4 separate regions of the Mus musculus genome follow, and regions 1, 2 and 4 are each linked to region 3. A link is a contact called in public ChIA-PET and promoter capture Hi-C data. All regions are on one chromosome and are shown on one strand. The core of a region is the stretch at or near the end of the contact, and the rest is flanking DNA. Distances in the headings are between cores, read along the strand shown. Region 1 overlaps Dis3l2 (DIS3 like 3'-5' exoribonuclease 2). Region 2 overlaps Inpp5d (inositol polyphosphate-5-phosphatase D). Region 3 holds the start of Eif4e2 (eukaryotic translation initiation factor 4E member 2). Region 4 holds the start of Neu2 (neuraminidase 2).

The links. Promoter capture Hi-C pulls out the DNA fragments that hold promoters and counts their contacts. ChIA-PET counts read pairs in DNA pulled down with a chosen protein or histone mark.
Region 1: a contact with region 3 is called in a promoter capture Hi-C map of liver, with 2.9 times the contacts expected there. The contact joins the enhancer-like site here to the promoter of Eif4e2 in region 3. A contact is called at or near these places in 6 of 39 promoter capture datasets (the 3T3-L1 cell line, the C10 cell line, hippocampal neurons and 1 more) and 1 of 9 other capture datasets (liver).
Region 2: an RNA polymerase II ChIA-PET map of memory CD8 T cells shows a contact between it and region 3, with 44 read pairs. The contact joins the enhancer-like site here to the promoter of Eif4e2 in region 3. A contact is called at or near these places in 1 of 39 promoter capture datasets (embryonic stem cells), 1 of 484 Hi-C or Micro-C datasets (the G1E-ER4 cell line) and 3 of 115 datasets of contacts at active chromatin or transcription factors (effector CD8 T cells, embryonic stem cells and memory CD8 T cells).
Region 4: a contact with region 3 is called in a promoter capture Hi-C map of liver, with 2.2 times the contacts expected there. The contact joins the promoter of Neu2 here to the promoter of Eif4e2 in region 3. A contact is called at or near these places in 2 of 39 promoter capture datasets (both in liver), 1 of 115 datasets of contacts at active chromatin or transcription factors (bone marrow-derived macrophages) and 2 of 9 other capture datasets (adipose tissue and macrophages).

Annotation. Positions count from the first base shown.
Region 1 is chr1:86,743,826-86,748,663 of GRCm38.p6, forward strand. Dis3l2 (DIS3 like 3'-5' exoribonuclease 2) reads left to right here. Exons shown (of 21, transcript NM_153530.2): 2 at 856-1,003; 3 at 1,516-1,673. The coding sequence starts at 952. Among named protein-coding and RNA genes, the nearest start is that of Dis3l2, 42 kb to the left of the region's middle. Within about 2 kb of position 3,391, at least 3 of the 459 cell types and tissues checked have an H3K27ac peak or open chromatin away from gene starts, as enhancers often do. A contact at or near this core is called in liver, where this site is marked.
Region 2 is chr1:87,637,076-87,642,134 of GRCm38.p6, forward strand. The region is part of intron 2 of Inpp5d (inositol polyphosphate-5-phosphatase D); the gene reads left to right. Among named protein-coding and RNA genes, the nearest start is that of Inpp5d, 19 kb to the left of the region's middle. Within about 2 kb of position 3,501, at least 118 of the 459 cell types and tissues checked have an H3K27ac peak or open chromatin away from gene starts, as enhancers often do. A contact at or near this core is called in the G1E-ER4 cell line and memory CD8 T cells, where this site is marked.
Region 3 is chr1:87,210,560-87,215,317 of GRCm38.p6, forward strand. Eif4e2 (eukaryotic translation initiation factor 4E member 2) reads left to right here and starts at 3,355. Exons shown (of 7, transcript NM_001039170.1): 1 at 3,355-3,460. The coding sequence starts at 3,441. Chrng (cholinergic receptor, nicotinic, gamma polypeptide) reads left to right here. Exons shown (of 12, transcript NM_009604.3): 10 at 1-181; 11 at 344-477; 12 at 756-1,276. The coding sequence ends at 929.
Region 4 is chr1:87,572,327-87,577,678 of GRCm38.p6, forward strand. It overlaps Neu2 (neuraminidase 2), which reads left to right and starts at 1,701. Exons shown (of 4, transcript NM_001160163.1): 1 at 1,701-1,800. It also overlaps a transcript of Ngef not described here.

The sequences.
Region 1 (4,838 bases), core at 2,141-4,640, 470 kb before region 3:
ATTTTGTTGAGAAATGGTTGCCTAGTGGGATTTGGGAGTTTGTAAGTATAGATTTAACTTCAGGTCGGTGGCCAGTAATGAGAAGTACACGTTGTGGGGGTGTGTTTACTGTCCAGGTGGTGGCCAGGGTCCAGCAGTAGTGTCACACATTGTTGGACTTTCTTTATTTTCTTTTGTTTGCTTATTTATTTGTTATTTGTAGCCTAAAATATTAAATGGTAATCCACGCTACCACTGGCATGGCACCAGTGGCCCAAGAGGCTGGTGGACCCCACCCGACCCCTCTCTTCCAAATTCTCATGGCTGGCTGGGGTGCCCTGCAAGCATGCTTTTCTCTGGAACCCAGCTGAGTTGTCGCTTGAAGGAAAACACCAAATCTTAGTTTAGAATCTACAGGTAACACAATCGTTGGGCACAGCAGCTAGCATCCTAATTTGTAAGCTATTCTAAGTTGTAAATCCTCGAGTAGCAGATCCAGGTGGATCCGCCACCTGAACTGGGATCCTCCCCTACCTACGTTGTATCCTCCAAGATCTCTTCTGTCCAAAAGGGATTGTTGGACTTTCAAACTTCCTCCATTACAGCTTTTAGAGTCTTCCATGCTATGCAGATTTGCCTACTTTCTTATTTTCTACTTCATTGCTTCATTAGTGGAAATTTTTAGTTGAAATGCTCCAAAGGAGCAATGTAGTGTATCTGTGAATGTGTAGACCTTGGATAAAAATGCAGCATAGATTGTATGACTACCCAGGAGAATGCCACATTGCCTTTGCTGTGTCTCGTACTCAATTTCTAAGGGGACAAAGGAAATCACAGGTAATTGCTCTCTAGTCACCAGTTTCTTTTTGATTTTAGCTCGTGACAACTGAGCTGCTGAAGGCAGGAGGAACTCTGAGCTGAATAGTAGTGGGTCCCTGAATCTGGAGAGAAGACGCCACCTTGGAACCAGTAATGAACCATCCTGACTACAAGCTGAACCTTCGGTCTCCGGGGACCCCCAGAGGTATAGAAAAGAAAATGGAGCTTGCCTTGGCAACTGGAGACTTGAAATACAAATGGACTGGGTGTGGAGGTGGAGGGAATTCTTTGGATTGAAGGAGACTAATTATTTTAATGAACTATGTTATTTATTCTAGAATTAGGCATGCTCTTATGGTTTTAGTTGATTGTTGTACAGCCATTTTATTTCCTCCAGAAATGTGACACTTTTAATAATTCCTATTTTTAAAGGTTTGTATCTGCAACTAGCAAAGTATCCCAGACCCATTATTCAGATTTTGCTCCGTGCATACTGCAGCGGTCACTTAGGCTTCACCCTCTTCATTTATGCTGTCTTACGTGTTCTTTCCTTTTTGTGGCTGTTTGAAATCATCACTGGAAAGGTTCATTCATTCTCTCGCTGGCCTTTGGAGGTAACAAGAACAACAACAAAAGACAGTGACATCATAACACCTCCAGTTAAAAACATAGAGATGTGTAACTCAGGGAGAGTTGATTGCTGCCTCATGTTTCTAGGTGTGTCCTCTGTGGTTGGCCCGAGTGCTGTTGGTGCTTCGCCAGGTGACAAAAAGTCAAAGAACAAGTCCATGCGAGGGAAGAAAAAGAGCATATTTGAAACCTACATGTCCAAGGAGGATGTTTCAGAAGGCTTGAAGAGAGGAACACTTATCCAGGTGCTTAAAGCTTACAGGTTATTTAACCCCTGAGTATGTGGAATGACAGTAATCTTGTTTATTAAACTTTTCCCTGTTCTGTACTCTGTGCTTTGACATGGTGCAGGGTTTGTGCTTCTTAGATCTATAGCATGTATAGGTGGTAAGTACCACTAGACTCTCATAGGCAAACCTTTGAGAGAAGAGAAGAGAGAGCCTTTGTAGCTCATGTCAATGTTGCCTAGGAATGTTGTATTGGGAGAGATCTATATGAGCCAGGCTGGGGATTGGTGCAGTTGAGCAAAAAAGTATAAGGAAATGAGCTTTCCAAGTGAAGTAGCCAGTTGAACTGTTAAGACTGAGTAGGTAGTGGGGTTAGACTATGCCAATCACTGAATTAATTGTTCAGTGTGCCTGAAGCACATGAATAGTGAATGACTGGAAAAATGGGTAAAGTTGTAGAGGAAATAGTAAACAGTATTTATTGAATGCTTTGCAATTTGCATAATCTGTTCCCAGGCTATTCACTGGTGTGGCTGAACAGATGTTCTTTGAGCATTTATCTTTGAGCCAGGAATACTTCCTGTTGGGAGAGTGCTGTAGGGTGAACTTGTGAAACATTATGGGATAAGGCAGCTTCGGTTTGCTCTGGTGTGACATCGAGGCAGCTAGTAGGTAACAAGGCAAGAGAAGAAAGCAGGAACATGCCTTCTTTGAATTAAGGGTCTTTCATAATTCTTGGGTAGAAATACTACTATGTTGTACCTGACTCAATTAAAATTATTAAGTGAGGGTTGGGGCTTTCAGTAAAGTGCTTACCACACAAGCATGAGAACCCAGATTGGATTTCCACTTCTCACATAAAGGCTGGGAGGAGTGGTGCAGGGAAGCAGAGAGAGGAGCTTTTCTCGGGCTTGCTAGCTACCTGGCTAGCTCGGCTTCACTAAAGACTCTGGTTTGAAAAGCCAGGGTGGAGAGTTATTGAGGAAAACACCCTGTGTTGACTGCTAGCCTCTACACCCATGTCTACATGTCTACACACATATATAAACACAAGTATATAAATATGTACAATGCTGACTGAGTCCCACCTTCTCTCATTCTGAAAACTCAGACTTAGTTGTGTTTTGTGTGGAAGATTCATCCAAACAACAGATATCAGCGTCTCTGGTTTTATCATCTTTTTATAGTTACCCGTGTCCATAGTACGTGTAATTGATGTAGATTCTGGAACACATCATTAATTTTTCACAAATCATTGGTCCTTTTGATTTAGAAATACCATTGGTTTTATTTCTCCTGGATGTCTCTGAGAAGTCTCTCTTAAGAGAATAGAAACCATATTTGTTTGCTTCTCATGGTTTGGCATCTGTATACTTTACTTTACCTGCAAGTGTCTTGGCCTTCCTTGTTCCTATGTGAGGTCTTGATGTGCCTTTCTCATTGTTGTCTCCTGACACCCCTTTCCAGTAATGTCCTATGTTCTGATTATCTTGGACTTCCAGATTTCCCCTCTAAAACCTGTGCTTGCTTGGTGTGGTAGCTTGTACTGATAGTCCCAGTACTTGGGAGGCAGAAGCAGGTAGATTTTGGTGATTTTTGAGGCTAGCCTGATCTATCTAGTAAGTTTTATAGTGAGACCTTGTCTCACAAGACCAAAATCAAAACCACTACCACCAGCATCGTTGTCGTAGGCAACATCAATAACCACCCAAAATGAAACTAAATGTAGGACTCTGCTGGACTTTGCTCTTGCTGTCCTGGAGCTTGAGTTGTTTCCTCCCATCAAAGTGTAGCACTGCCTGTCCCTGAGCAGTCTGAACTTAAATGTCACCCTCACATTTTCTAAGCTTAGTTGGGTGTGACTGCCCTCTAGAAGTCAGCTTTGTTGTTTATATGGTAAATTCTTACCTTTGTTTGGCTTTTGTGTCCCCAATTTGATTTTTCACTTCCTTACTGCATGGCCACACATACTGTACATGATAGTCCAACTCTGGGGCTTGGCCACTGCTTATTACTAAGCTTATGCTGAATAAGTATTTCTTTTGCAGGCTGAATAAAAATCAAGATACTGCCTTTTGAAGAAGAGTGAGGGGAACTTCAATTGCTAGAACTTGAGAGAAAACCAGCTTTGTTATAGAAGCACACCTTTACGAGATAGGGTTGGATCGGTGTCCTGCAATAGTATTAGTTTTTGCCTCCTTTTAATTTTTCCATTTGAAGTGACTTTTTGCTGGCATTAACACAAAATGAAAGATCTGATCAATATAACAGCCCACATTCCCAGAAGTTTGTAAGTGATTCCTCCTGGCCTATGACATCATAAGCCTCCACAGCCAGAGGCTCTCCTTCCCCTCTACCCCCCACATGTGAGAACAGTTGTTCTCTGCAGATGGGGTGAGGAATGGGTTCCAGATATGAGGTCACCATGAGAATATACAACATTGTAAATAAGATTTTCATAGGCAGAGAACCAGAGTACATCTGCTTTTGGATAAAAACTTTCTGTGTGTAGCTGTCTGGGTAAGGTAAAAAGCTAGACAAAAAGTGATATTTTAGTGCCATTGAAGAAAATTAAACATATCAAATATACTTAGAAACATCTGTCAACTTTTGTGTTCAGATATAAGTATGTCATAAGAGTATGCCCTCTTCTTCATCAAGAGAAAATTCTTATACTGAAAGATATTAGGGATCTTAAAAATTAGTAGAATAATACAGTATTAGTTAATGCCTTGACAAAAGTTTGAGATTTCATTCTTTTGTAGGACAGAGACCACAGTGGCTAAGGAAACCTCTTTTGTGTCTTTGTAAATGAATTATTACTATTCAGCAATAAAATATAATTCAGGACATGTACTTTTCTTTATAACCAAGTTTCACATCAGTGTGTCAGTACTCTATGCATAGGAGCAGTATTGGTTGGTTGTTATGGGAAGTGCTATGAGAGGTGAGACCCTGAAAGGAGGTTTAAGGGGATAACTAAGGGACATGGGCAAAGAGAGGGTACAATTGGCACCTTCAGAATCCAGATTATGCACTGACTACTAGAAGTCCAAAATGAGTCCTTAGAACTGCTGGAGGCATGATGTCAGATTCCTGTTGTAATAGAATATTGGCGAGATGTTGTTTTTGACCTCTGAAAAGGCCTATTCCAGGACAGAGGGTATGATGGTCTCATTATTT
Region 2 (5,059 bases), core at 2,251-4,750, 430 kb after region 3:
GGCTTAGGCATGCAGCCGTGGTCTCTACTTTTTTTTTTTTTTTTTTTTTTTCTAAGCCTAGGACTGTGTGAACTTTGCCTGGTGGCTTGGTGTCCTTGGCAAGTGGCTTCCTGCTAGGAGTCAACTCTCTTAAGTTAAAAGTTAGTCGGCATCTTTGATCTTTCTCCCCTTTTGTGGTTTCTTCTGTTCCTTCAAAGTGATGAAGACTTTAAGTATGACTGGAAAAGAGGTGACTCTGCGGCTTCTTGTTGAGGGTTTGTGCCCACAGCTTGTGAACCCATAACTCTGCCTGTCTGGAGTCTGTACCCACGTTCTCTTCACTCTTGCTTCCGTGGCTTCCTGTGACCCCAGAAATGACCACAGACCTTCAGTGGGACTAGGAGCTTCAGTGTGCTTTGGGAGTCCCTCTGGCTGATTTTTTTTTTTTTTTTTTTGCAAAGGTTTAGTGCCTTTGGTGGCCTGAAGGACACTAGAGAAGCCCAGGCCTTGGGACCAGAGGCTCTGGGGCCCTGGCTGGGTTCTACCTCAGTGAGTCAGCTCTTCTCTGTGGGTTGCTCCTCCCCTGCTGACAGCACTGCTCTTCTCAGATCCCAGAGGGAACCTGATTGGCTCAGCCACCAACAGCTCTCTCTGCCTGAACCACTCACCAGCTACTGAGCTCTTTGCTGCTTGGCTGTTAGGAAGCAGGTACCTGCCCACCACTGACAGATGAGGACAGATCATAGCCTCCTGTGGCTACCTCAGCCAGGGCAGTGAGCAGGCAGTTTTTATAGAAGAGATATGGCCTTGCTGGACACAATTGGTTTCAGTCTTGCACTTGACCTATGACCTTCTTGGTCATCTATACCAGCCAAGGGACAGGAAGCCATGGGCCTAAATGGTTTGAAAGTCCCCACCTATAAGGATGTCTTGTCCTATAAAAAACAAACAAGCAAACAAAACAACAACAACAAAATCCCCACACATTTACAAGTGCTGGAGATGTAGATAAGCTCAATTGGTAGAGAGCCTATCTAGCATGTGCAGACATGGTTCAGTTCCCTAGTACTGTGTAACACCTGGCATAGTAGCACATCCCTGTAATCTTAGCACTTGGGGATAGAGGTATAGAGTTAAGAGGATGGAAAGTCTTCAGGTACATAGTGAGTTAGAGATCGGCACACATGCATGTGCACACGCTCATGCACACACACATGCATGCACATGTACAGAACACACACCAGACATGCTAAAACAAACAATATAAGGAACAAATCAAAGCTCACAGCCAGTGAAGGCAAGGCAGAAACATTCTTCAGGAAGCGTTGGTATTTGGCCACTGCTTATTTTAACTCCAGTTCCTCTTTTCATGTTGAAGCAAAACCTGCATTCTTTCCTGAGCTTAGCCACAGTTTCTGTATAACTCAGTCCTTATACCTAAACCTGCTTAGTGTCAGCAGCAGCAGGAGCAAGGCTGAGACTGCACAGCGACACACCAAGGGCCTTCATGGTCCCAGCTCTTCTTATGGGAGGTCCTTGTTGAAACATTCATTCCACCTTCAATCTTTCCCAAGGACAATCTGTATCTCGTGGTCCAGAAGGCTCACTGATGGAGGGAAGCACGACCCCCACCACTCAGGGACTCAGCTCTGACTTCATTACTTATAGACCTACAAAATCAGAGGTGGGAAGGGTGGCAGCAGGATTCTCTTGTTTAACGCGGTAGACACTAGCGTTCACAACCCTGCTTCCAAGCTAAGTCTTCTTTCTCAGGGCTCAGAACATGTTTCCAGGCATAAATGGGTACTGAAACACTTCGGCAGTATGGGACCCAAGACCATTTCACGGAGGGGAGGCAGGGTAGTGGTCTCTCTGAGATGGGCCCTTCCTTGCCTATTTGGATGGTATTTGATCATGAATAGCACTTGGCTGTGTGTCCTGTGCATTCAGGATTTTGCAGCCACATGGCTTTGTTCAGGGACTGTGAAGAGACCAAACAGGAAGATAGAATGTTACATCTCCCCTGCTGTGGTCACAATTCTGTTCACGAATGACAGGGATGGTCTCCATGGAGGCCATTGTTCTCTTTACTGCCCTTGTTCTTAGTAAGGAGACATCCATGTCCAGTTCTTGGTAAGAAGGGAGACAGGGGGCTGGTGAGATGGCTCAACGGTTAAGAGTGCCGACTGCTCTTCCAAAGGCCCTGAGTTCAAATCCCAGCAACCACATGGTGGCTCACAACCATCTGTAACGAAATCTGATGCCCTCTTCTGGAGTGTCTGAAGACAGCTACAGTGCACTTACATATAATAAATAAATAAATATTTAAAAAAAAAAAAAAAAAAAGAAGGGAGACAGCCACATGTTCTTCAGTCTGCAAGGTGAAAAAAGAATGGGAAGAAAATGGGAGGGAAAGAGATGCTGAGAACAGTATAAAGGGGGGGGACTGAAAGACATAAAAGAAAAGGAATAATGAGATGAGGGAAAGATAATGAAGGAAGGAACAGTCAAGAAAGAGGAAGGCTGTGGACGTGATGGGTACGGTTTCTACAAAGGAAAAGAGGTGGGTGCATGCAGGGCGAGAAGCTGCAAAGGTGATGGAGGATGAAGATGGAAGTGTGCTGTGGGCTGTGGAAGGTGTCTGTGGAGGATGTCTATCCCTGGCTCTGCTCCGGGCACTGAAGCAAGGATCCACAGACACTGTGAGACAGGTTTAACGCAGATTCTCAGACCCAGAGAGTGTTCTGATTTAAAGTCCATGCGGACATCCTCTGGGTACTGTGTGAGGCCAGAGGCAGGCAGGCAGGATGCTTACTTAGCCCATCGGGCCCCGGGTTCCCATGCCTAGAGGCGGTGTTCGTGTGAATCCTGGGTCCTTCCTGAATCTACAAAGGAAGTGACTCTCCCCTCAGGGAAGTGACATCCATCTTGGGCCGCTGACTTCAGAGTGAGCTGTTCACCCAGTTGTTGCCTTTTGGAGTAGCTTTGCTCCCTGGGAAGCCAGGGAGGGTCTGAGGCAGGACAAGAAGTCTTAACAGACAACTGTGTTGTGTCTGAGGAGGCTGAAGAGCTCTGAGCAGCCTTTAGACATGATACCTCTAGCCAGGTCCACCACTGAAGCGAATAGGGGCCTCTGGGCTTCTCTTGCTGCCTGACACTTCCTATGAAGAAGAAAAAAGCCCAGCTCATGATTCTGTCGCATAAATATCTCTGTGAACTTCCTGTCTCTGCTGAGCCGGCAGTGTTGGGGATAAGGACTGTGAAAACTGGGGTACTGTGGGTTTTCATGCACGTTCAGAAGAAGAGAGGCTTTGAGATGGTCTTTCCCACAGACGCCAAGGTTACTCTTCCAGACAGAAGGAAACCCCACTAGCCAGAGCCTGTCGTGATCTGTGTAGATCAGACGCGTGACTCAAGTTCCTGGTCCCTGGTGATGTCTGTCACATTGCTCTGGGCAGTTCGGCATCTGGAGAAGGAACAAAACCACGTTTTCAGAGCTGGCCGGTCACAAGCGTCGGGGAGGGCGAACGGTTGAGCCGTTGTTATGAAGTTCAGGAAGCGGGTGGCAGCTGTTATTGTTCTAAGTGGTCACCAAGTGAAATAAAGATTCCGTCTGAGCCTCTGGGCAAAGGATGTGGCTCAAACACACATTTCCTGAGGTTGTACAAGGAAGAATGCAGAACAGGCTCAGAAGCTAGCATGGCCAATGTGAAGACAGGGAGACCCCTTTGTGTCCTGGCAACCATATTCTGGGGCCCTGTGTTTTAACTTTGCTTTATTTTATTTTATTTTATCTGCTGTAGATATAGGTCTATTTTCTAAGCCTCTGACTATCTCAGGACATCTTGCAGCTGGGTTCATATTTAAAAGGGAAATTCTTGGGGCCAAGTTTCCCTTCAGCATCCCCCAGAGGTGTCGTTCCATAGCCTTTGAAAATGTAGTATGAATAAGTCCCAAGCACCAACCCAAGGCCAGCTCGTGCCAGTTGTAGTAGAGAGACAGGTATTACCTTTTGCTCGCTGCATCCTTTCCTTCTGTGGATCCTGCTGAGATTGATCAATTTGCAACACAGGTCTTTCAAGACTCAAAGGTTTTTCTTGTTTGACTTTTTTTTTTTTTTTAAGCCAGTTTATCTGTTTTATTTTTCTCAGATTCTACTGAGAAAGCCCAGTCCTGCCCTCATTTGCCAGCCTTCTGGAACACTCTTACTCCCAGAAACAAACAAGCAAACAAACAAGCACCCCTCACCTGCCCCTTCTCCTGTGCGCCTGGAGGGAGAGCTAATTGATTCTCAGGTGTCTGGGGGTAGGGGTGTTTACGCTCTGCCATCTCTGCCTCTAAATGGCTTATCCTTTTCTCCCCATCTCTGTGCACCCAAGCCGTCTTGTTGCTAATTCTCCATATCCCAGAATGTTATGGTCTGCTTTGTTTGTGTTTTCTTCTCCTGCATAGCACAGAGCTGACACTAACTGTTGATAGGCTAAGCCCAGGGAACAGTACTCAATTGCAGAGGGGAAGGACTCCGTAGGGGCGTCTTATCAAAAAGTCTTTCTTAGAAACAGACACAAGACAAAATGGCTCCCTCCCTCCCAACTAGAATATGATCATTGGAATTGCTGCTGCTGTTTCACAACCGTGAGAAAAGGTGACTGGAGAATGGGACCATGCAGACAGCAGAGCAGAAAGATAAAATGAAGCCAGGTCTTGAATGGTGCTATTGGATTAGCTGCATCGAATTAACAAGTCTAGGAGCTGGCCTGCCCATGGGCTTCCTGTTAGTGAGATGACTCTTTTGTGTTCAAGTACATATAGGATTCTGAAACACGTAGCTGAAAGTGGTCCAACATACAAGGTTTGGTCTATGCTAGGGGGGAATCTCAAAAAAGGAAAACCGTACACTTCAGATTGAGCACCGAGAGTCACTGCACAGGTCCACAGGCTGTGGTCTGCAACCTCGATCACACCTCTCTCCTTAGTCCTGGCCAGTGCATGCTGCCGGGATTGGTTCTGTACCATCCAGACATCCCTAACGATTTGTCTCTGGACTCAATATCCTATTGCTCTCACTCAAATCAGAAAA
Region 3 (4,758 bases), core at 2,105-4,604:
CATGTGCGCCCACTAGCTCCAGCTGCTGTCCAGGATGCCCGGTTCCGACTCCAGAATGGCTCTTCCTCAGGGTGGCCCATCATGGCTCGAGAGGAAGGGGACCTCTGTCTGCCTCGAAGCGAACTCCTCTTTAGGCAAAGGCAGCGCAATGGATTAGTGCAGGCAGTATTGGAGAAGCTAGGTGAGGCCCAAGGGGTCCATTCTGACCAGTGAATGCAGCTAGAAGAGCCGGGTACAGCAGCTACGTGCTGGGAGACTGTTCAAGTTGGAGAGAGGGTCCAGGTCTCTGGGGAAAAGTCATATCCTGGTCTGCTCCCTTCCACTGACTTTATTTCCCCATCAGAGAATGGTCCAGAAGTGAGGCAGAGCCAGGAGTTCTGTGGCAGCCTGAAGCAAGCCTCCCCAGCCATCCAGGCCTGTGTGGATGCCTGTAACCTCATGGCTCGTGCCCGACGCCAGCAGAGTCACTTTGACAGTGTGAGTGGGACAGGGTGGGCAACTACCCAAGTGTAATGTGGGGACAAGGTGGATGGGGTGTTCTGCTTAGGTTCAGTGACAGACAAAGCAGAGGTAGGAAGTGGGAAGAAGGACCAACAGGTCAGAGACCATAAAAGAAGACAGGTTGGTACCCAGACAGAGGTAAGAAGGCTGAATAGAGAATGGAGGCCAGCTGGGGACCTAACAGTGAAAGAGTGAGCCAGGCTGGCTGCTGCCCCTGCTCACACCCCTGCCACACAATGTGTTGTTGCCCTCAGGGGAACGAGGAGTGGTTGCTGGTGGGCCGAGTGCTGGACCGAGTCTGCTTCCTAGCCATGCTCTCCCTCTTCATCTGTGGCACTGCTGGCATCTTCCTCATGGCCCACTACAACCAAGTGCCTGACCTGCCGTTCCCCGGAGACCCCCGCCCCTACCTGCCTTTGCCAGACTGAGCCAACCAATCCCTCCTGGGCCCTGGAGTCAGCTATGAGGGCCATGCTGTTTGTAGAGCTGTATCCCGTGTTGATGCTGAGTGTGCTCTTGGGGAAATACCCAAGGCTTCCTGGGAGAAGATAGAGAAATAAAGAGACAGAGGGGGATTTCTGCAGTGGTTGGTGATGGGTATGGTCACATGACTTTGAGCAGTTCTGATAGGTCACTTTGAAGCCCTAAGAGCTCTGCCTTTCCTGATGTCATTGACTGGGCAAGGTTTTACCCTTTGAGGCCTGAGAAAATTTCCTCCTGCCATTTTGTAAGATTTATTTCTATTATTTCTAACTATATGTATGTATGTACGTACATATGTGTGTATGTATATATTGGGAGTGGGTTATGTGCACATGAGTGAGCATGCCTGTTGGAAGTTGGCAGAGGATGTCAGAACCCTAGAGTTGGAGTTATAGGTGGTCATGAGCAACCAGACAGTGGGTTGCTCATGTCCTCTATAAAAGCAGCAAGTGTTCTTAACCACTGAGCTGTTTTCCCAGCTCCAACATCTTCCCTATGTGAACTTTCTCTAGAAGGTTCGTAAGGGATGTGGGGAACTCTCTTAACTGCAGAGAACATGAACTGGACGTGGTGGGGCCTTTAGTCCTAGCACTAGGGAGGCAGAGACAAATCCATCTGTTTGAGGTCAGTGTACATGGTGAGATCCTGTCTCAAAAAAGGATGGGGGTGAGGGTGGAGATAGTTCAGTGGTTAGGAACACTGGCTACTTTCCCGGGGATCTGGGTTGGTTTCCAGCACCCATGTAGCATCTGTTACTCCAGTTGCAGGCGATCCAACACCCTCCTCTGGCTTTGCAAAACGCCCATGCATATAGTGCAGACATATGCACAGACAGAACACCCATATACACAAGATAGAAAAAAAAAAGCCTTTTTTTTATGGAGATAGGGGTGTGGGATCTAAGTACAGAGTCTTGGCTTTTATGAGGTCTAGAATTTTTAAAAGTGTAACCCATTTTAACTAGCAAGGTTCTTCTAGATGCCACAGCACAAATGTGTACCTTCAGCAGTACGTCCCATTCGTCTAATGTAATACTTCCTCCCACCCCCACTGATCACAAAGGATTTCTTGAGTTTTACTATCTCCCCCCCCCCCATTGTTAGAAATTCTTCACAGTATGGATAGTCAAGAGGCACTGTTCAAAATAAAATAAAATAAAATAAAATAAAAAACAAACAAAGCCAGGCAGTGGTGGCACACGCCTTTAATCCCAGCACTTGGGAGGCAGAGGCAGGTGAATTTCTGAGTTCGAGGCCAGCCTGGTCTACAGAGTGAGTTCCAGGACAGCCAGGGCTACACAGAGAAACCGTGTCTCGGAAAAAAAAAAAAAAGGCCCTGTTCACCTGACCCACATTTCACATGAGCAAGCTGGGGTCCAGAGTAAGAGGAACTCTCTAGAACACTCCTTTATAGGGTTCAAATTTCCATCTCTGATCCAATCTCAGACACTGTAAGAAAGACTCCTAGCCCTGCAAATTCCTTTCGTCCTCTCTCTTCTCAAAAGCCAGAGTACTTGCAAGGCTAGGCCCAAAGCCACTGGGCTGGGTGTGACAGGAGAGCTTCCTCAGCCTCCCTTACATGCCAGGCAATAGGATGATCCCCTGAGGTCTTCCTGAGGAGAAAAAGCGTGACCTTGCTGAGTGACCAGGGGACAACCACGGGCCAGTCCTGGGACACTTTCCTCACCTGTAAATACAGGCACGAACATCAATTTCTACCCCTCCTCTCTGGTGATTAAAAATAAACATCTAACAATGTAATATGTTCAGCAGATGGGTCAGGAAAATGCGTGCCTCATAGCTCTGGAGTTACATCACCAACTAGGGAATTTATTCCTGTGTATGTGATGTGGTTTTGGACAGTCCTTAGGAGTGTGGGGACAATGACTTCAGTTGAGGAGGCAATGATGAGTGAGACCATCTCGGTCCTCAGTAAGTTTGTCACCCTGGTTCGACTCCCCCCACCCCCCACTTCACCCAATATATAGGGAAGGTCTTAATGTATCCCAGGCTGTCCTCGAACTCACTATGTTGGTTAGGCAGGTCTGGATCTTCCTGCTGCCATTTCCCAAGAGCCAGAATTGCAAGTTTGTTTGTAGTGCTCTCTCGTCCTCTCCAAACACCAAGAGCAAAGGATCAACTGCCAGAGAATACCATTTACTAAAGGTTACTATGCCTGACATTTTCCCCCTGGAATCCACGGGGAGGTTAAAGTGGATGGCCGGCAGCCTGCGTAGACAATGCTCAGTGCAAGCAGCCACACCAAGACAGCCCCGGTCGGAACAAGCGCTGTCGTCCCGGGCCACCCGTCCGGGAAAGAGGCCCCGCCCAAGGCCTGAGCACTGACGTTCCGCTGAGCGCCTCGCCAGCCAACCGGAAGTAGCCGGGCCCTTAGCGATGGGACCCGGTAGAGCGGAAGTCACTCCGTGAGGCAGTGGCGACAGCGGCGGCAAGAGGATGAACAACAAGTTCGACGCGTGAGTGGCGCGTGGCCGACCCCGGGGCCCCTTCCCCCAACCGTCCCCCGGGACCGCTCCCGCCGGGGCCGGGCGCGCCCTCAGCCGAGCCGCTCGCTCCCGGGCCGCCGCAGCCCGAGCCTTCCTGCGCCCGCGGGCCCGACGGGGCCGGGAGAGCGCGGCCGAGGTCGCCGGGACCCCTGAGCCGCTGGACCCCGGCGCGGCACGGGCCGGGGGAGGGGAGGCCGCGCCGCCCGGAAGGAGATTTTCGGACGCCCCGCCCTGGTGGGTGCGGGCTGCCGGCGGCGTGGAGGGGCGGGACCTCAGCGCTTCGGGTGTTTCCGCAGCCTTGCTGCCTTCTCTCTGAACGCGGCTTCCCTCCCGCACTCGCTCGGCGTCCTGGGAAGGTCACCTCTCCCTTCCGAGCCTCGATTTTGTCTTCTGCAAGCGGGGACGGTAACAGAGCCCGTGTCGTAGAGTTGGGCAGCTGCGATGAGGTAATGGGGCAGCCGCGCTGAGTACTGTGGCCTCTCGAGTACGGAATGCTTTTCATCTGAGATTCTTCCTGCTTCCTCCCCGACCACCACCCTCCCTTCATCCCCCACCCCGTCCCTGTCTTTCAACTCTTAGTGGCTGCCCACCCCTGCATTCATCTCCAATTCCCGCAGCGAACAGTTGGGAAGTACAGAGAAGAAATATGTGTTGGGGTGGGGGATGGGGGGGTGAGAACATTCCCCTCCTAACGATTAAATCTTTTAGCATTTAAAAGTAATTTTCGTTTTCATCTAGCCCCACTTAAGTTAGTGTTTCACAAGAATTGTATCCCTGGGTAGATTGCAGTGCTCCCTCCTCTCTATGGTTTGTAGTGATCAAATCTGGTTTATCATTCAAAGGCCTACATTTTTAGTTTTAAGCCCACCAGCTGTTTGACAGTACAAAAGTCCTCCAGTCTGAGCCATCGATCTCACCTCTGTAGTGGTTAGGACCGGAAGGACCACATCACGCTCTGCAATACTTAGAGGTACTGTGTAAAATGCTGAGCATGAGCTGTGAAGGGAAAGTGGACTCACTGATAGGTGGTGAAGCTGCAGGTTTTCAATACAGTGAGTTCAGAGGTGCAGACTCAGGAAGTACTGGGATGGGGATTCCAGTTGTACAGCCAGCTCTTCCTTAGGTTTTCATGGTGGCTGAGTGAGCTCTGCTTCTTGAGAAAAGACCTGATGTCTTCTCCACCTTGCTTATTAGCAGAGTCCAGCAGGATAGAGATCCATTGGTCTCCTGTCATAGGCCCTGCAATACCTAGCTTCATACCTGCAGCC
Region 4 (5,352 bases), core at 451-2,950, 360 kb after region 3:
GCTAGAGTGAGAGCGGGAACAAGTGCTCACAGTCAACCCATCAGCTATTTCACCAACAGAAGCTCACCATGGGACATTCTTTAAAAGACCTCTCATTAATGTTCAAACTCACTGTGGTATCCCTGGCAGTGGGGCCACAGGGACTGCTGCTACCGTTAGGAAACAGGACAGGCTGGGTGTCTCCCTATCCTGGGGACCATGTCCATGAAAATCTGTGGTTGTTCAAAGAGTGGCCTGAGAGTGTGGTTGAGGAAGATGGCCTATTGTCCATTTTCATTGTCCAGGATGCTGGAGTCTCCAAGGAGACTCTGGCTTCTCCTTTCTGAGACTAAGTAACATCAAATGTGGGCCAAGATGAAGAAAGGGGGAGGGGAAAGGAAAACACAGTGGGGGGACCCAACCAGAGCCTTAATGTCTCTCTGCATTAAGACAGCCATTTCTCTCAAGGCAACAAGACATTGGTCACTAGCTGAGATAGCAGAGTAGCCAAAACTACAGGAATCCCAAGTCCAGCTCCCTGCAGCTGATGGCTTCGTGAATATCCCACATATTGGTCAAGACAGGAAATAAGAACCTTCTATTGCTATATCCAGCTGAGTTTTCTCAACCGAGTCACAACATACTCTGGCTTCTTGGCCACCAAGCACACAAATCTGGAGGGTTCTGAGGGTAGGGTCTTTTGTCCTGAAATGGTCCCTGAGCAGGAGGAGCAACATCAGTGGGGCAGCAACACAGGGGCTGTTACTCCATAGCTGTGAAGTCTCCTCCCTAGAGCACACCTTAACCCTGAGGTTTGAGCCAACAGCACACGGAAATCACAGCACTTCACAGTCTACACATACATTTACAACCAGGGCGAGCACCATGGGGAGTGAGTGCCCTGGTCTTGGAGGGCTCTGCAGTTACTTTAACATGAGGCTTCTGCCTCTCTCTGATTCTTTATCGGTTTTTGGCAAGAGGCCCTGCACGTTCCTGTTGCACAGGGCCCTGTAAGTTATTGACCTGTCCTTTGCAGTACATTGTCTCCCTAGTCTCCACAGCTGGAGGTATAGGAGCTGGAAAGAGGGGTCACCCTGCTTCGTGCTTCACAGATGTTGAAACACGCTGGGCTGGGAGAATCACTAAGCCAAGATGGGCTGGGAGCTCACAGGCATAGCCAGGACCTCATAGGTACTGCTGGAATCTTGCAAGGGTAGCCAAGTTCTCCTTCCCATGGACAGTCTGGCTGCCTTCTCTTTCCTAGTTCTTCTCAATCAATGCTTGCAACACTCTGCACTTCCCCAGCAGTGACCTCTCTTCTACGGTTTCCTTGATCTCATTTCATTAAAAAATAAGATAAAATAAACATATATTTTGCTCACCTGCCAGCCAGAAGTTCCTGGGTGTTAGGCCCCCTCATAAGTGCTTCAGTTTCTTCCTTTCCCATCCACGGTCCTGTCCGGGCACCTCAGTGCAGGTCTGTGTGTCCCCCACATAAGCACACAAGCTCCCTACCTGTCCCTGAGTACTATAGCCTGGAAAAGCCTCCCTGGGAAACATTCCTGACCTTCAGACCTGCCTCCCTATAGCTGGCCCCATTCCTGGGACAGGCACTTCCTGTCTGGGTGTTTACCTTGCTGGGTGCCCTGCACCTAGGCAGGGAGCCAGACACACCTCCCTAGGAGCCAGGCAAAAGGGGAGGTGCCACTGAGGTGCAGGTTGACATGACCCAAACGGCCCCTGGCTGCAAGGTAATATCGGAAGTTGACTAAGAATGGACGCCCCACCACTGACTGACCCGCCCCCTGAGTCTGAGATTGGGTAAGTGTTTATGATCCTCTTGGGTTCTGGTCACTTTTGTGTTAGTATGTGTACACGTGCACACACACGTGGAAGTCAGAGGTGAACACCAGGTCTCTCTCTTATTGTTTTCTGTTTTTCTTATGGAACCCAGGGCTCACTAATTGGCCAGGCTACCTGATCGGCCATCCTCCGAATCTTACCTGCACCCTCCCCTCCTGTCTCAAACTTCCCCTGTGGGGGTTAAAGGAGCACGCCACTGTGCCCCTTTTTTATGTGACAGTTGTGAATCTTCTCAAGTCCCAGTGCACATATGCCAAGCGGTTTGCCAACTAAGCCAGCACTTTTAATCACTGCTTTACATGGCCGTCAGGGCTCAGCTTGACAGCTCCCAGGCAGGGGACACCAGCTGCTCTATTCGAGAGGTCTTAATCAATTGTTACTATTACAGTGAATTATGATTAGTGACGGCTTCCTTCTGCCTGGTGCTTACTGCGTGGCAGGCACTGAACTAAGCAGATTGCATAACCTCTCTGTGTAGCCCTGAGCCCTCACTACAAGTTGAGAATCAGGTGCATTTTAAAGATACATATGTTCATAGATCATCTTGCCCAAGGCCACATAGATAGTAAGCTGCTCCAAGATTGAAACCCATCCTAGCTGGTACCAAAACCTTGCCTCTTAACCCATTGCTTTCATTTCTCAATGCTAATAGCTACACTGCCCATATTTATGTAAGCCTCCGATGAGCTATTGTTTTTTGTGACCTACCGCTGGTAATAAATTAACCCAACCGGTACTGCCAAGAAGCAGGGCATACTTATACTCTAGGTTTCTGTGAGTCAGGAATCTGGGCAGGGCTTGGCCGCGTTCTTTGTTCAGGGGCTCTCACTGGCTGGAGGCAAGGTGGCTGAGGGCCAGAACGCCTCTTTACAAGGCTGTGTGGAGAAGGCACACAGGCCTCCTGGGTTGTTGGCAGGCCTGCACGCCTCCTTGGGGATTGCTGGACTGAGGGCCTTGTTTCCTGCTGGTCATGGCTGGGCAGCTTGCTCTGTTTTGTTTGTTTGCCTCTCTGCCATGACACCTTGCTTCATTGAGGCTGCAGAAGATTCCAGAGATCTCTCTCTTCAAGGACATGGCTGTGTGATGCGCTCCACGTGAGCACGCTCAGCTATGGAAGTCAGATGTCTTCCTTGAAGAATCTCCACTTTATTTATTGAGGCAGGGTCAGTCATTAGACCTGGAACTAGTCAAATCCAGCTAGTCTAGCTAGCTAGCTTACTGTGAGGATCACCGCCTCTGCCCGCTGAGTGCTGGGAACAGCCAGGCCCACCTAGCTTTTGTGTTCTGGGGACCTGGATCCTGACCTCTCGTTTGCATGCCACGCTCTTTCTCAGCTGAGCCATCTCCCAGAACCACAGACTTTTGTGATGTGCTCGTGGAAGTGACATTAAGTGGCATCCCATCACTCTGCCATGCTCTGCTTGTCAGAGAGCCGCCATTAGGTACAGCCCATATGTCACAGTAGGACATGGATGCAGGAAGTAGGCACCATTGAATCTCAGATGTCTGCCTAGTATGACATCCGATTGCCACAAATGTTGGTTCTGGTTTTTGCCACTGAATGCCAGAGGGAAGTAATCTCTCATCCACTCATCCCTGCTTTTTTTTTTAACAATAAAGCATATATATTCTAACTAAATTACAGATCAATATTACTCAGCAGCTAGATTAATACAGTCATACAGTCACTCAAACACTTGCACAGTCCCAAACTCTCCCTCTCCCTATCTTGATTATACATATATATGCATATATAATATTATATATTATAATTATATATATAATCGAAAGAGAGATATGCGCACATAGATATAGACTAGACATAAGTAGATACAGATGTATCAGCAAAATTTACTTACTTAGAATGGCCATAGGGCTTCACTTAAGAGTGTTACACTTTCACTATCAAGTGCATCTTTATTCACTAATTCATCAATACACACTCACATGAAAAAACAAACAAAAAATTAATAACTCTGACCGACCCAATCCACTCTTGGGCATATGCTCCCAAACCCCAGATCCTACTTCACAGATATCTGTACGTCCATGTTTATAGCAATGACGTGGGGTAACCTGAATGTCCACCAACAGAGGGAGAGATGATGAAGACATGGGTACCTACACAAATGGAAAGTTATTGGGTATGAAGAAAAATGAAATTTACAGAAAAGTAGATGGACTCAGAAAGTACACCATTCAGTGAGGAGACCTAGGTGCAGAGAGGAGATAAGACTGCATGTTCTTCCTCATGTGTGGGTCCTGGCACATAGTGCACACTTGCTTATATGCAAACAGGTATAAGTTCATGAATTAATTTATCTGAGAATCTCCGTTCTCCTACGATAAGGAAACCAGATATACAGATGTTTGATAGTTTACCCAAGGTCATATACATTTTCCTGAACACACAGAAATGCTGGTTATGTATTTCTGTAATAAAGACATATTTCTGCTCAGAAGCTAGGTCAGCCTCCAAGTGCCACAAATGAGTAGCTAACCATAGTTACCCTGGTGAACTATTATGTACAATCCCTATTGTGCTTACTTTATTTATTTGCCTTAAAGGTTTATTTGTGTGTCTCTCTGTGTATGACACATGCACGTGTGTCTTTGGAGGCCAGAAGAGTGTGTTAGATCCCCTAGATCTGTAGTTACAGGTGACTGTGAGTCACTGGATGCAGGTGCTGGGAACTGAACCAGGTCTCCTGCAAGTGCTCTTAACCCCTGAGCCATCTTTCTAGATACCCCCCCCCTGTTTCTTTGTCTCTGTCTCTCTCCCTCCCTGCCTCCCTCCTTCTCTCTTTCTCTTTCTTTCAAATCTGTGTACATGCGTGATGTGTATGTGTGAGAGCGTGTTCATGTGTAAATGTGGGCATTTGTGTGCCATGGCATATGAATGGAGGTCAGAGGACAACCTTGAGTGTCAGGCTTCACCCCTGTGTTGTTTGAGACAGGGTCTCTTGCTGTTCACCAGTGCATAAGTCAGGCTTGTTGGCCCTTAAGCTTCCAGAGATTCTCTGTCTCAGCTTCCCATCCACTGTAGGACTGCTGGGATTTCAGATGAACGCGGCCGTGTCCAGCTTTGCATAGGCTCTGAGGGTCTGAACTCAGGCCCTCACCCTTGCTCACTGAGCCGCCCCCTTTCTTTTATTGGTTTTAAATAAATGCCTACGAGAACACCAGCATCTCAACCTGGTGGGATACAGCAGGAAGCTTGCAAAGGACTTAACAGTATAGAGTTAAAAAATGCCCCAGGCTGTGGGGAGAAATTAGGATTACCTACAGGAAACAGACGCAAACATTGGAGCTACCTATGGGGTCTAACTCTTTTTTTTTAACATCTAATTTTTTATTAGGTATTTTCTTCATTTACATTTCAAGTGCTATCCCAAAGTCCCCCATACCCTCCCCCCCCTTCCCTACCCACCCACTCCCACTTCTTGGCCTTGGCACTCCCCTGTTCTGAGGAATATAAAGTTTGCAAGACCAAGGGGCCTCTCTTCCCAA